Regions from separate parts of the Mus musculus genome. Here region 1 is linked to region 2. A link is a contact called in public Hi-C data. All regions are on one chromosome and are shown on one strand. The core of a region is the stretch at or near the end of the contact, and the rest is flanking DNA. Distances in the headings are between cores, read along the strand shown. Region 1 overlaps Ssbp3 (single-stranded DNA binding protein 3). Region 2 overlaps Ssbp3 (single-stranded DNA binding protein 3).

What was found. A called contact is a pair of places that touch in the nucleus more often than the background predicts.
Region 1: a contact with region 2 is called in a Hi-C map of cerebral cortex, with 1.9 times the contacts expected there. The contact joins two enhancer-like sites. A contact is called at or near these places in 4 of 39 promoter capture datasets (cranial neural crest, frontonasal cranial neural crest, maxillary cranial neural crest and 1 more), 4 of 484 Hi-C or Micro-C datasets (cerebral cortex, embryonic stem cells, olfactory sensory neurons and 1 more), 3 of 115 datasets of contacts at active chromatin or transcription factors (embryonic basal ganglia, embryonic stem cells and neural tube) and 4 of 9 other capture datasets (adipose tissue, embryonic tail, liver and 1 more).

What each region holds. Positions count from the first base shown.
Region 1 is chr4:107,035,872-107,043,308 of GRCm38.p6, forward strand. It overlaps Ssbp3 (single-stranded DNA binding protein 3), which reads left to right. Exons shown (of 18, transcript NM_023672.2): 10 at 1,065-1,129; 11 at 1,731-1,779; 12 at 2,351-2,386; 13 at 2,855-2,909; 14 at 4,092-4,162. Among named protein-coding and RNA genes, the nearest start is that of Gm12786, 12 kb to the left of the region's middle. Within about 2 kb of position 3,655, at least 14 of the 459 cell types and tissues checked have an H3K27ac peak or open chromatin away from gene starts, as enhancers often do. A contact at or near this core is called in cerebral cortex, where this site is marked.
Region 2 is chr4:106,934,557-106,941,917 of GRCm38.p6, forward strand. The region is part of intron 4 of Ssbp3 (single-stranded DNA binding protein 3); the gene reads left to right. Among named protein-coding and RNA genes, the nearest start is that of Ssbp3, 27 kb to the left of the region's middle. Within about 2 kb of position 1,310, at least 122 of the 459 cell types and tissues checked have an H3K27ac peak or open chromatin away from gene starts, as enhancers often do. A contact at or near this core is called in cerebral cortex, where this site is marked.

The DNA.
Region 1 (7,437 bases), core at 2,405-4,904, 100 kb after region 2:
GAACAGGCCCAGGGAGTGAGGCGCTGTGTGAGCTGGCTGTAGCCAGTCCTAGTCCTCCCTGTAGGCCTCACTCCTTGCCAGCCAGCTGATGTCATTGCCTATATTCTGTCCAGGTAGTCTTGTAGACACGAGGCCTCCATGAGTGGCCTAGCAGAAGAGGGCTCCCTCAGTGGTGAGGTTGAGGAGACAGTTCTTTGTGACATCACCTGTTTTAGCCCAGTGTTACCTCTGTGCTGGTCTGACCCAACACTGCCCCTGGTTTTCACCTTCTTCCTGCCAGAGGTTTGGGAAAGATCCAGCGTGTGTGAGTGAGACTCTGGTCTCCCACCCGTTAGCTGATCTGGCCAACTGCTCCCTCTCAGACCTGCAGTCCCGCCTTTTGTAAAGTGGGACCAGCTTCAGAAGGTTGTTACAGGGACAGAGCAGGCGAAGTCTAAGGTCACTGTGTGCCCAGCAAGATGTGTCTCACATTGGAGCCTCTCACCAACCTGCTGCTCTCAGATGCCCACAGGGCCAGTGCCCAAACAGTTGTCGCGCTTTGTTCTCCTCTGCCAGTCACTGAGCACCCTGGGTTGTAGAGTTGGGGGTGTAGCCACAGAGACACTGTCCTGCCATATTTACCCTCAGAGTACAGCAGTGGGGGAGGAATGGCCCTGTGACTATAGGGGAGGCTATTGAGCATTCTCAGCCAGAGGCAAGGTGGGTGGTTCCCTCTGTTGCCTTCTCCCTCAGTCTGATGTGACTCTGATCACCAGTCAGCATTGGGCTTGGTAGCAGAGTCAGTCTGCCTAACTGCTGAGGCCTGTGGGACGGGAATGATGGCAGCTTGCTGATCAGACAGGGTTTAGGGAGAATCATCGTGAAGCCCCCGCCAACGCATTGACTGTTGTGACTGTCCCTCTGTGCTGGCTTGTCATTGTGGTCCTGTCTGTTCTGAAAGTACGTGTGATTTTTTTCTCATCAGGCTGTCGTCACAGACTAACCCTCTCACTTATATTCTGTGTTTGTCTCCCTCCCGGTTCCCCTTCTCCCCCTCATAGACTGACCCTTGGTTATCGTTGCAGAATTACGGCAGCGGCATGAGACCACCACCCAACTCCCTCGGCCCCGCCATGCCTGGGATTAACATGTAAGGCAAATAGCCCCGGCCGGTGCCTCAGAGCCCATGGCCTCCCCACCCACTGTTGGACCCCAGAAGACAATCTTACCCCTCACTGGTGCCCCTCTGGACCTCTGTTTCCTCACCCTTAGGGTGAGAGCTGTGTCTTACACTGGATTGTGTGCTTGGCACAGTTAGCCACCTTGTGGTCACCAGGCTACTCCTACAAGGTGTGGTTACTCCCTGCCTGTGATGAGGTCACTGAGGCCAGAGAGGTAGAGTGACTTCCTTAGGCTTGCACAGCTTCAATGGCTGATTCAAGATTTAATCCTTATGCAAATAAGCCCTGATATTTAGTGCTTATAAGAATCAGTGGTCTATCTTCCTAGGAAAAAAAACAGCAGAAATACTTATATATATATATATAATTTTGTAAATACATATTTTACAAATTTTTTCATATAATTTGAAGGAGTTCCTAAGTCTCCTTCCGTGGAACTACCCATTGCTACCCCAGAGTCAGATGGCATCTAGGACTTCCTGTACTGATGGCAGCCTGCTCCTGCTCCCACTGGCTCCACGCCATAGAGTGTAGCCCCACTTTGATTGTCACCATCTCTCCTTCTCTTAGGGGCCCAGGAGCTGGCAGACCCTGGCCCAATCCCAACAGTGCTAACTCAGTGAGTATACAGGTCTGGAGGGTGCCTTTCCCCAGGGAAGAGGTTCTGGACATTAGGTAACCCTGTTGCCAGGAAGAGGTATCAGGCGGGAGAACTACAGCAGGATCTACCTGATGCTGCTAAGAAGGCCCGTGTAGGTGGAGCCCTCGGCAGTGTGCTGGGGTCCTCACACGTGGTCCTGCCCTGAGCTATCGGCTGGCTAAGAGCTAGGGCTCCACGTGCGTCATGGTTCTGGTTTCTAGCATTGAGGGAAATGACTGACAGGCTTGGTGCAGACAGAAGAAGGGGTGTGGGTGTTGCTGTCTTCCACCCTCCCAATTGGGAGGTCTCCTGGGACCCTACTCTCAGGCTCCACCAAAGACTGGGAGAAGGGAGACCAATCCCCAGGACCATTGCATGTGTCTCAGGCCCCTTCTTCTGGAAACTGACCAGGTTACTAATTCACTGGGTCCCCAAGCCTACCATAAATAAGAATGACTGTGCCCCAAAGTGGGTTTGGAAGTGATGGGGCATGATGCTTGTCTGTCAGGGAAGGCAGCTCCAATCCATGGCTCCCGAATCTTCTTTCCAGATCCCGTACTCCTCATCATCACCCGGAACCTATGTGGTAAGTGCAGCTCAGGATTCTGACTCTCTAGTGCATGTGACCGCTGAGGAGAGCCACTCAGGTCTAGTATGTTCCTCATGAGAACACATCTGAGCCCAGGAGCCAAATTGTTCTCAGCGTTTAGGTGTTTGTACAGGCCTGGGCTAGCCTTCAGTTCTCCAGAGCTGAGCCAGAAGGGCTCTTTTTCAGTGACTGCTACCCAGCAGGCTGTGGGCCCCGTTTACTGGCTCTGGCTTTCACTGGTTGGTGTGCATGTGAGCAGATGTGTGCACACACCCACCACTTGTGCCTTGGCTTGAGAGGACGAGCATAAATCTAGCTCCCTTCTGGCTTGTAGGCTCCAGTTCTGAGTGCAGGAGAGGCAGTACCAGGTACCAGGCTGCTCTGGGCACTGGCAGCTAGCATAGCGGTCTCCCCAAGCTTCTTAACACCACAGGTTAGTTACTGACACCTTTTATCTCATCTCAGGGACCCCCTGGTGGTGGTGGCCCTCCAGGAACCCCCATCATGCCTAGTCCTGCAGGTAAGAGGGCTTGAGGGGGGAAATAAATGTCTGGTGGGAGTGGGGTGCTATGTGTCTGAGGGCTCTATTGCAGACCCTGGCCTTTCAGGCACCACTTCTGAGCCTTGAGTGCATGCTCTGCCAGGCACTGATGCCTGGAGATGTAAGGGCCATGAGCCTTCACTATCAACAACCCACTGTGTGGCTTTAGCCACATGACCCTTATATTCCTATATACTGCTTTGAAAGAATAAAATTGAGCCAAGGTCTGAAACAACAAGATCTCATTGTCCTAGATGACTTTAGAAGGGTCTCTGGGTCCCTGACAACTGGAGACCAGGACTCTAAAAGCACATACACACTCCCCCTGAGGTTATGGGTTCTAGGCTTGTGGTCCTCTGTGTAAGAGATTGTGTTTCCCTGTTTCTTTATCTGGAGAAGGCATGCATGCACAGGAGGGCAGGTGCATATATGCACACATACATAGAGTCACAATTATCTGTCTCCTGGCTAAGAATAGCATTGCAGCCAGCTGGAAGAAGTGCAGCGTACGTCCCCTACCCAGCCCAAAATAGAGGGAGAATTTCTGCTCCTGATGGAGCAGCATTAGCTGGTTTCCTAAGGAGACTTTCCTTGGCTAGGTGGGGAGTGGCTAGAGCCTCCTCTTCCAACTCCCCATAAAGGGAATCTGCTCAGCTGCAGGGGGGAGCTGGCTGCAGCCACAACCGGCTCCCGCTCCGGCTCCCGCTCTGCAGCATTGATGAGCAGCATGACCTACATTCAGACTGGGTCATGCTAACCCACTCCTTATGTTAATGCGGCCCCAGCCCCAGCCCCTCGGCCTAGCTGAGTGGTTCTGGGTAACTTGCTGCATTTTTCCTTCCCTGGGTGGGTCTGAGAGAAAACACAGGTTATGTCTTTGTGTCCTTGCTAAGCTTAGGGGACGGATTTGTGTCCCTGTGCTGTGCCTGCCCAGATACCCTGACATTCTCAGGTTTGTGGTCGAATGGTTTTCTCAGTTGAATTTTCTGTGATTAAAAACTTTGTGAATCTTCATTAAATACAAATTAGCCAGAAGATGGTGATACTTAGAAGAAATTTTAGGTGATAAAATACAAAAGAATGAGTTCAAGTGCCGAGAGTTTGTTTTAATTAAGAAATGAATTAATCACCTGAACTCTGTGGTTCCCACTATTTCTACAGATTCAACAAATTCCAGTGACAACATCTACACAATGATTAATCCTGTGCCGCCTGGAGGCAGCCGGTCTAACGTGAGTCTGCTTTCTGCTCATTTACATACCAGATACCATAACAAATCATAATTAACTTCATCAGCTGAGGGGAAAGCATGAGTAATTGATTTTAGCCATTTGTTACCAAAGATGAATAAAATAAACCATCAGAAGCGCGATTAACTCTTGGGCAAGTCAGTCCCCATCTTATTGATGGTGGGAGGTGGGAGGGGCGGGGCTCCCCCTCTGGTCAGGTGTGAGACAAGGGAAAGCACCAGGCTTCAGGGGGCTTCTCCCCATTCTTCTGACTGGCCGTGCCACCTTGGGTAGTTAGTCCCTCCCACCGATCCTTCCTGTTCCCCAGGCATTAATGCTAAGGGGGAAACCTGAGGTTCCTTTGGGCACCTACTTGACCCATGTGGATACCAGTATGGCAGCTCCTTTACCTCGACTCCTTACAGTCTTCCCCTCTGGAGTGCCCTTGCCAAACTTCCCTGTACAGAGTCTGCCTCGCTTCTGTAGCTGTGGAGAGGAGATAGCCCCTGGCTTTGTGAGCCCAGTTTCTGGGCAAAGACAAAAGTCACACCAGGTATCACATCCTACATGAGGACTGCCATGCTGACGACGGCAGACGTGTGGTGATGAGGATGAGTGCAGACCTTGTGCACACAAGCACACACGCTGTTCTTGTGCTGCACCTCTAGCACTGCGTCCCTGCCACATACGTCTCCCAGCAGCCTGCGAAGGTCACGTTCTATGGCCTGCCTCCTTTGCCAGGGCCCTGTGTTGCATGAGTATGGGGAACTCTCTGTGGTACCGCCCTCCCATCCAGCCACTTGCTGTGTTTCACCTCACTAGGGGTCTCTTTCATTCAGATACTCTGTATTCTGAGATACCTCAGGACAGAAGTCCTGTTTTGTAGCAGTGGGGATAGAAGGTTGAGAATACTAAACCCATCCAGAGGCCCCCTGGGCTAGTAGAGGCACTGATGCCGGATGGACATGGTTTAGTGGTTTAGGTCATTTGCCACCTACAATCACTCTTGCATTTTTCACGGCCATGGATGCTATTAGGCATCACTCAGGCTGTGTCATCCTAAGGGCTGTAGCCTCAGGATGTCTACCTGCTGCCACAATTTACACTCGAGTTCGCATCAAGATGCTACTGAATGTACATTTAACTTATGGATGCCGTGACCGTGTGTTTCAGAGTTAAGGTCATGAAACTACAAACCATGACAATGCCATGTGACCCAGACAGCACCAGAGTAAGCTAAATGACACGCAGGTCGAGGACAGTCGAGAATATTACACCATCTCTAGACAGGTGCTCCAGTGAGCAGAGAGGGTAGGGAAGCTCACACTCTCTCTCTCTCCACTGTGTGGGGACTGGCACGTCCTTTGAACCAAAGGCTCTTTTTGTTCTTCAAAGTGACACTGGTGTCCATTCAAAAACAGTGACCCCCTCAAGCCAGTGTGAGCGCAGACTAGAGTGAGCACTGCCATCAACCCCAGTCCCTGATTGCTCTGGGTCTAAAGTTCTAGATCCAGTGGTCACAGTACAGGTCCTGTGTGTGGACCAGAGGGGAGGGGCTTTGATAACAGATGTCCCAGCCTTTGGGCACAGCTGTGCCTTTGTGGTATACCAGTGACGGCTCACATCACTGTAAAACAAGGCCGAAGTGCACTGAAGGTGCAGCGTATGGCAGAGCACATACCTCACATGCAGGAGACCCTGGCTCCACCCAACAAAACAGAGCAAAAACAACTTCTGGTGGGATTTTGATTTAAGAACTGGAATTCTATGTTATCTTGATTTCCTAAAGGCTTTTAATGAACTTGCAGAAAGCAGAACTGTTCTCTAATCAAAGCCAAGCTCCAGTTTGCTCATTGATCTGCATGTTCGACAGTTTTAATCTCGTGCTTGGCAACTTGATCTGAGAGCTCTCACCAGGCGAAGAAAAGCCTCATTCCCTGTGCCACAACTTCCACCAAGGGTGTCTGTGACAACAGCCATCACGGAGCAAGTTTTTACTATACCTGTAAGGTGACAGTCATTTGGGGGTTGAAGAGATCGCTCAGTAGGTAAGAGCACTGGCTGCTCTTCCAGAGGACTCAAGTTGAGTTCCCGTTATCCTCATGGCAGCTCACAACTGTCTGTAACTCCAGTTCCAGAGGATCTGACACTCATGCAGCAACACCACCAATGCATGAAATAAGATGGCAGTCACTGCTGGCAACCACAGGAAAGGTGGCAGATGTTGTCTCTAAAATTTCAGTAGCTTGGTCAGGAGGGTGGTAGCAATGCCTTTAGTCCTACTACTCAGTACTTCTACAGAATGAGCTCCAGGAAAGCCCAAGGAAAAAACATAGTAGCCAAGGCTATATAGTGAGCACCATGTCTCAAAACACAAGAAAATCGAAAGTGTGAGACAAGAGGACATCCATATCTAATCTGGAAATCTGTTGAGGAAATCGAAGGAAAAGGAGTTAGAATCAAAAGGAAGGAGTGCGGCTCAGCTAGCCGCTTGTGCTAAACCTTATACCACAAAGAGAATGACTCAGCTTTAGAAATGAGGCGACGGAGAACTCAGAAAATGCCAGGTCAAGGCCAGACAAGCTAAATAAGACTTTCTCAAAAAATTTCTTTCTTAAAACTAACTCACTTAAACTTCAGCTAGGATCTCACAGGTGCAAGTGTCCTCTGTAGTTGAATATCATTTCTTTGTGAGAAAAGGTTTAATTGAGCAGAATATGTGTCTCCCCCTTCCCTCCCATATGTGTGTGTCTGTGTGTGTGTGTGTCTGTGTGTGTGTGTCTGTGTGTGTGTCTGTGTGTCTGTGTGTGTGTGTGTGTGTGTGTCTGTGTGTCTGTGTGTGTCTGTGTGTGTGTCTGTGTGTCTGTGTCAGTGCATATGACTGTTTCAGAGCTTCCGACATTTCAGAGGTTGGGGAAGGCGGCAGAGGCAGAAGGAAATTAGACATGTCAGGACAGGAGCATTTTTGAAAATACACAAAGCTTCTGTCTTAGTCAGGGTTTCTATTCCTGTACAAACATCATGACCAAGAAGCAAGTTGGGGAGGAAAGGGTTTATTCAGCTTATACTTCCAAATTGCTGTTCATCACCAAAGGAAGTCAGGACTGTAACTCAAGCAGGTCAGGAAGCAGGAGCTGATGCGGAGGCCATGGAGGGATGTTCTTAACTGGCTTGCTTCTCCTGGCTTGCTCAGCCTGCTCTCTTATAGAATGAAGACTACCAGCCCAGAGATGGTCCCACCCACAAGGGGCCTTTCCCCCTTGATCACTAATTGAGAA
Region 2 (7,361 bases), core at 60-2,559:
AGAGTCACACCTGCGGGCCATCCCAGATGTCTGTGTCCTTTGTGTATTTAGTTTGTCTAGTCTTTCATTCTTCAAGTACCTGACACCTCCCTGTATGACCACACACTGGAGAGATGTTGCTGTGTTCTTTGCCGTCACGCGGCTTCTAGACCCTCCTTCCAGTGCTCAGGGCTTATGTGCCATCCCTCTGGGTCATTTGGGCGTGTCTCCCAGACAAGCACAGGATTGATCCCTTCCTGCTTTCCTGACGGCTGCACATCCTAGGAGAGCATTTCTCCCTCTGCCTGTCCTGACACCCAGCTGTGTTGTGGGTCAGCACTGTGATGGGGGGCTAGTTGCTCTCTGACTCCTGAGTGCTCACCTCTTCCTTGGTAATGGAGCAGTCCATGAGTCCTTGTGGTTCCAGTCCAGGTGTGAGCTGAGCTGAGCTGAGCTGATGAGCGGTTGGAGAGCCCAGAGAAAGTGGGGGCTGCTCTCAGACCCATGTGGGGTGTGGTTAGAACAGCAGTGCTGTGTTATTCTAGAACTGATGAAAACAACAAAACCCACAAAAAACCAAAAAACTCAAAACCGGCTTGTGGAAACTGATATCCCAGAGAGGCTAAGTTGAAAGGATGCAGGAGGCCCTAAAGGGCTCATCACATTCTCTCACACTTTAGATAAACGTTTTTTAGGTTTTACTAAAAAACACAAAGTCTTCTGTGCCCTGTCAGTTCCCCATTCAGGCTGAGCATCGTTATCAGGCCCTGGGAGCCGCCCGCCTCTGAGGCACAGGTGCACCCCCTTTCCTGTGAGTCAGCAAGCTGTCCTGGAATATCCCTCCCCGTGAGTGAGGTGGGCAGGTGGGTGGCACTGGGCCACCGCTCCCCAGGAAGCTGGTGGGCCATCCAGTGCTGCCCTGAACACTTGAGATGCACAGATGGCTCCTTCCCCTTCTGAATGTTCTTTGAAAGTGTTTTCAATGCAGAGCATGTGTCTTCGTGGCACTCTTCTCGTGCGGACAGAAGCTGTCACCGCATGCCTTGGAGAGAGGCTGGTTGGGATCCAGGGCCCACTGTGGCCTGAGCCTCAGTGTCTGGTGGACCCTGTCCAGGTGGCATCAAGACTCAAGCATTGCAGGCTGGGGTGAAGAGGAGTCCTGTGGAGGGGAGGAACAATCTAGGTGTGGCTCTGTCAGCACCACAGACATCATCCTTCCCTTCTGAAACCAACCTGCCTGCTGCTCGAGGGGAGGGGCTCTTCTGATCTGAAGTGGACCCTGTGGGAGTGGAGGAGGGTAGAGGCAACCCTCCTCTGACCAGAGAATCCCCTCCTGGGTTTTCAGGCTCTTTGTGCTAGTGAGCCCCTCCCCTTCGAGCTTCCACTGTCCCCTCTGTGGCACCAAGAGTGCTGCTTTCTTATTCCTCCTGTGAGGAGAGCTAGTGTGTGGCACTCACTAAGTCTCTTGTGTTAACACAGCTTGGGAGGGTCGCTGGCCCAGTCAGTATCTGAGCTGTGCTGTGTGTGACACAGCGGAGGGGCTCAGGTATTGGGGTGAATGAGGCAGGGTTTTTACATAGGTGGGTGGAAAACAGGAGGGGGTGTGGCCTTCTGTAGGGGTCTCTGGGCTTCTATTTCTCTTGCTTGTGAGGACAGCCTGTCTCCCTTTCCGCATTGTCTTGGGTGCTGATGCCAGATTTTTGTTAATGCAGGATGTGATGTCTTGCCTTTATTAAGTAAAAACCAAACCAGAACCAAGACCAAAAACTTGAGAGCTACCACGAAGACATCCATGGAGGTCTTTTGCCCTAGATCTAGCCAGACTGGCTGTGCTCACCCACACTCAGATTTTGTGGCAAAGGCCCATTGGGAACTGTTGTATCTTTATCACAGCCTTGTGCTGAAGCAGGCAGCAGGTTTCAGGGCAGAAAGACAAAACAGTGGGCAGGTTAGAGTTCAGAGAGTGTCTGAGGTGGGGGGGTGTATCATGTGGCCGCCCCCCCCCCCCCCCCTTCAGGACCTCTCTCTGTGCAGCAACTAACAGGTCTGTCACTGACTGACTCTGAGGGGTTTCCTTTCAAATAAATAATTCTTTGTCTCTCTTCTGGGTGGCAGATTGGGCCTAGAGAGGCAGCTATCAAAGACAGCTGTCTGATCAAGCAAAAAAGGTCTAAGAGATAGTTTCTGGCCTAGACTGGGAGGGCCAGTGGGACGCATGGAGCCACCTCTGACCATGTGTGGGGTGTTTTCTTGTCCAGGGATGTGCTAGTGAAGTGCTAGGCTGAGGGACGAGTGTGTGAGGAGTTCCTTCCTCAGGAGAGAAAGCAGGCTCCTTTCCTGTCCCTTTGTCTCTTGTCCCCTTTGTCCCAGCCTTCCAGCTCTGTGGCCTGTCTCCCCTCCCCCAGCGGTTCCTCCCTTTGTGCCCAGCAGGCCACTCACGAGTGAAACTTAGCTGAGGCCTGACTCCAGAGAAGCAGCGAGGCCGCTTTCAGCACGATGGGCTTGAAGTGAGCCCAGTTTTCTCCCTAAGCCTCCAGAAGGTGGTAAAGGTCGGCTCTGACCAGTGCAGCTCCTTCAGAGGGAGCAGCATGGTTGGGGGTTGTGCCAGCCCCACTCCTGGAGCTGGCTTCCCAACCCTTCCTTGCTTACAGCGTGGCTTGGTCTTTAGAGGGGTTCTGGGGCCTTTCCGGTCCTGAGGCCTTTGTGAAACACCACAGAGTATGGACATGCTGAACTCTTGTAAAAGAGTCTAGCTTACATCTGTCACATGAAGGGTTTTTTTTTTTTAACCTTTATGTTCGTGGTATTTTGCCTGCATGTATGTGTGAGGGTGTCAGATCTTGTAGTTACAGATAGTTGTGAGCTGCCATGTGAGTGCTGGGATTTGAACTTGGGTTCTTTGGAAGAGCAGTCAGTGCTCCCAATTGCTGAGATATCTTTCCAGCCCCTATTTTTAAAAATTTAAGACAGGCTTTCAAGGGCTAGCTTGAAACTCACTATGCAATAGAGAAGGACTTGAACTTCTGATCCTCCTGCCTCTACCTCCCAAGTGCTGGGATTACAGCCCCCACCCCCACCCCCAATGCCAGTTTGTATACTGTAGGCAGTGGAACCCAGGGCTCCAGCATGCTGATGCTGGTATGCATGGGCACTTGGACCACATCGCCCCAAGATAGTGCCTTAGTCATAAGCAAGGGCCAATCACACCCACAGAAGTAAAAACCTTCAAGGAGGAAAACAGAGGTTTGGGAAAATGTATCAGAGTGAAGTTGCTGAAAACATAGGGGAGTTGGCCTTGGCTCCGGTGCCTCATTTCTAAAGATGGAGGGACCTTAGCTTCTGGGTGTCCCATGACCTGGCCCAGTGTTGCCCTGACAGCCTGGGCCTGCGAAGGACCACAGGGGTAGAGCAGGGCTGTGCAGCGGCCAGACAGGCACAACCATGCCAGTTAGTTTAGCTTCCCTGTCGTCTGCTTACCATGCTTAATCTATGAATTCAGTTGTACATTTTCAGGTAATAAACAAGAGGGGGTGATACACATGTTTAGAGACACTGTAATCCACCCTCATGTGTTCTATCAGTTCCTACACACACTGTCAGAAGCCACTCTTCTTCACCATCAGCGCCCTGCCTGGCTTGTTGGGGCTTTCTTTTCACTTTTACGTGTGATTTAGTCTCTAGAAATTGTCTGCAGCCGTAGAGGCCCGTTACTAACAGGAAAGCTGGCTTTGTAACAGGTGTCCATGACTGCTACCTCCGTCCCTTATCCCTTGTTCTGATGTTGGGGAATGGGCAGCAATGAGTGGCGGCTCCTTGCTTTCTGAGTGACCTTGATAATTCTCTGAGCATTGACGTCTTCAGCCATTAGAAGCAAGCGGCAGGCAGGGCTGAGCAGGGCCTCGGGGCTAGGTATGAAGAATTCAGCATGGTGCTCTGCATCCTTAAAAGTGCCCCCTGCATGTACCCTTGCAGACCGGGCTTGGCAGCACCGCTGCCCTTCTGGTGTGCAGAATTACGGTGTGGGCTTGTCACGCCAGGGGAAAGCCAGGAGGACGATAGTGGGTCCTGTTTGGGTTTTCCCAGAGAAAGGCCTGTGCTCTCAGTAGGCAAGTATCAGTAATGGGTTGAGGTGAGGCCCTTGGCCTCGGGCCATTTATTGATTGCTTGCCTGTGACCTCTCTGCTGGCCATCCCTCCCAGAGTACTTTTTAAAATGCCCTTGGTTTGGGGACCTGCACCCAGGAGACAAGAGAAGATTTACTAATCTGTGGAAAGGACTCAGGCAACATTGAGGCTTTGTCTTTTGACAGTTTTATTTCAGAGCTAGCACATACATTGCTAGGTTGTCATGGTCATCAAGTGTTGGCTGCAGGGTGACAGGTTCTCACACTCCAGTCCTTGGTTGTGGTAGACTATGGTTGAGGTGTGTGTCAGTGCCTAGGTTTGTGGGACAATTTGCATTGCCCTTTTAAATAAGTGCTGCTTTGAATACCCACCTTTGATATGCCCGTAGTGAGGGAGCTAGGATTCCCAATTTAGATGTTTGACATAACCCGAAAGTGAAAGGGTTAAAAGTGTATCTCAGGAGACTAGCAGAGCCCAGTGTTTTTACCTGGCTGAGACTTCCATGTGGTTTGCAGGAATCCCAGGCTGAGCAGATACCTATCATGTGGCCCTCAGCTACTGAGGCGCCAGACTGTGAGCTGAGGTGGTTCTGGGTGCTGGAGCTCACAGTCCACTGCCTTGCCTTCCCATTGCTGTCTGCTCATCGTGATCTCCTAGTCTTCTCTACTGCTGACCAGTGTGGGGGTCCTAGAGTGGGCGAGGGAAACCAGGATCAGGAGCTGAGGAAGGGGCTGCGGTGCAGGGCAGATTTCTTTTTGCAGGGCTGCTGTGTCTGGGTGGGGGTGGGGAGAGGAGGGATGTAGAGGGTCCAGGAGAGCAGGTGGGAGGAGGGTCTATTTGCATTATTGGGGGTGGAGCTTGGTTGGCAGGAGGGTTCTTTCATTCCCTGTCCCCTTTCTGCCCCTCCTTCCTACTGTCTTCTGTCTACCACTCTGCCTGCTTCCCTCCCTCTCACCCTCCTTCCCTCCCTCTGACTCCCCCCTCCCCCTCTCTCCCTCCTTCCCTCCCTCTGTTTCCCCCCTCCCCCTCCTTCCCTTCCCTCTTGGCCTTGCTTTGCCTCCCTGCAGTCCCCTGCATGCTGCTTGGCTCTTTGCCACTGGTACTGCCTGTTGTACTAGAGTGCAGAGGCCAGAGCTTTTCTTGCAGAGCTGGTACAGTTTTGTGTGCAACCGTCTCTTCTGTCTGGAAACTGGAGGCTCCGGGAGAGAGACTGGCAGATGCTCACTCCTGAGATGATTTTCTGGAGCTTGTCTCCAGCTTAACACTTCCTTCAAAGCTTCTAGCCACGGGTAGCTGCTGGAAGTGAAGTGACCAAGGCAGTATGAGTTCATCTCAGAATGAGAGTGTGGCAGAGGGGGCCAGTGGACTGGCATGGGCAAGAACAGATCTTAAATAGCGCCGACCAGTTGGCCTGCCGTATGTCTTCTGGGTAGCTGTGTGTGCTGCACTCCAGGCAGGAGACAGCTCCCCCAAAGGGTTCTCTTCTTCTTCTGGGCTGTTTTGGGCATTGCTGTGAGTACTTCTTGAGTCTGTCTGGCCTGGGCACAGGCAGGCAGACTAGCAGAGACAGCTACCTTTCCCCAGGACGGACGGATGGCTGGCTGGCTGGCTGGCTGGCTGGCTTCCTTCCTTCCTTCCTTCCTTCCTTCCTTCCTTCCTTCCTTCCTTCCTTCCTTCCCTCCCTCCCTCCCTCCCTCCCTCCCTCCCTCCCTCTTTCTTTCTTTCTTTCTTTCTTTCTTTCTTTCTTTCTTTCTTTCTTTCTTTCTTTCTTTCTTTCTGTTTTTCGAGACAGGGTTTCTCTGTGTAGCCCTGGCTGTCCTGGGCTTTGTAGACCAGGCTGGACTCGAACTCAGAAATCTGCCTGCCTCTGCCTCCCAAGTGCTGGGACTAAAGGCTTGTGCCACCACGCCCGGCCAGGATGGCTTTCATCCTTCCTGTCCCTAGTGTGTCTGACCTCCTGCATACCTGAGTTACTTTTGTGCTTAGGCTGTTGTCTTCTCACAAAATGACAGAATAAAGGAAGTGTTTTAAAGTCAGCCTGTGCATTATTGACCAGTTTGCACCCTGATTCCTGAAGCTGGATGGAGTGGGGTTGACACTTCAGACTTTTCATCCCCCTTAAGTTTTTAGCACACGAGGGCAGGTGAGTGTGGCTCTACTTTGTGCCGCCCTGTCCCTGGGTGTGGAAGAAGGGGGCAGGGCAAGTGTGGTGCAGGCTTTCTTCCTTGGCTCACCGCTGGAACTGCACGATTGGCGGTGGTATCACTGCACAGTGAGTGCTGTCAGTAGTCTCAGAAACCAGGCAGGAGACAAGCACCTTTTGTGCTTTGCTAAAGAGAATAATAAAGATGGGCCTTCCCATGTAGTGGCGCCTAGCCACATCTCAGAGCTGGTGCTCCCTGCGAGTGGCCATGAGCCTCAGTCCTCTTGTGTAGCTGGCTGCTCTGTTCCCTATCCTGGACTCGGTCCTGATCCACCAGGCCTCCCAGCATTTTGCCAGTGTAGGTTGCCTCCTGAGGAGCTCCTCCGTCCACGGCTCTTGGTGCCTCTGTCAGCTTTGCAGATTAACTCACTGTGCACCAACACTGCGGGCAGCTTTGGAGCAGGGTTGTCAGGCTGTGCCCTCAGCTTCAGACATCTTTTTGTGTATGTGTGTGTGTGTGTGTGTGGGGGGGGTGTTGCTGAGCTGGACATTGAGAGACTTTCATGGTTTTCCACAGTCCTCTGCTGAGTCCTCATAGCCTGCCCTCACCTCACCCTCCAGAGGCTAGATTCGTTGGACCCCCCTTTCAGGCTGAGCCCTCTAACTAGAATCATGAAAGATGGTTCCTTTCTCTGCAAACAAGGAAACTGAGTCCTGAGCAGGGAAGAGGTTAGCTTGACTGACAGAAAAGGGCCCCAGAGGCTGTTCAGAATTTCCCCCCTAGCCTCAGCAGCATACTGGTGAGGTCTCACCTTGCTCCCAAGGCTGTTGCCATTAGCAACCTACTTCCCCTGTTGGTTCTGGGGGCCCTTGAGGGGAAGAGGAGGTGGTGGTTGAGTGCAGGCTGGTGACACTGGGAAGGAGGACCAAGGCACATGGAGCTCTCTGTAAATAAAGCCTGTTGGTTTCTAGTAATTGTTCCCAGTCCCAGGGAGATAGATCATAGACAGGGACATTGTACTATATGTGCCTGTATCCAGACTCCCTGAAACTCAGAGGACAGAAATGGAAGGAAAACAAAGGGAAAAAGGCCAGCTAGGCAGCGTGTATGCGGG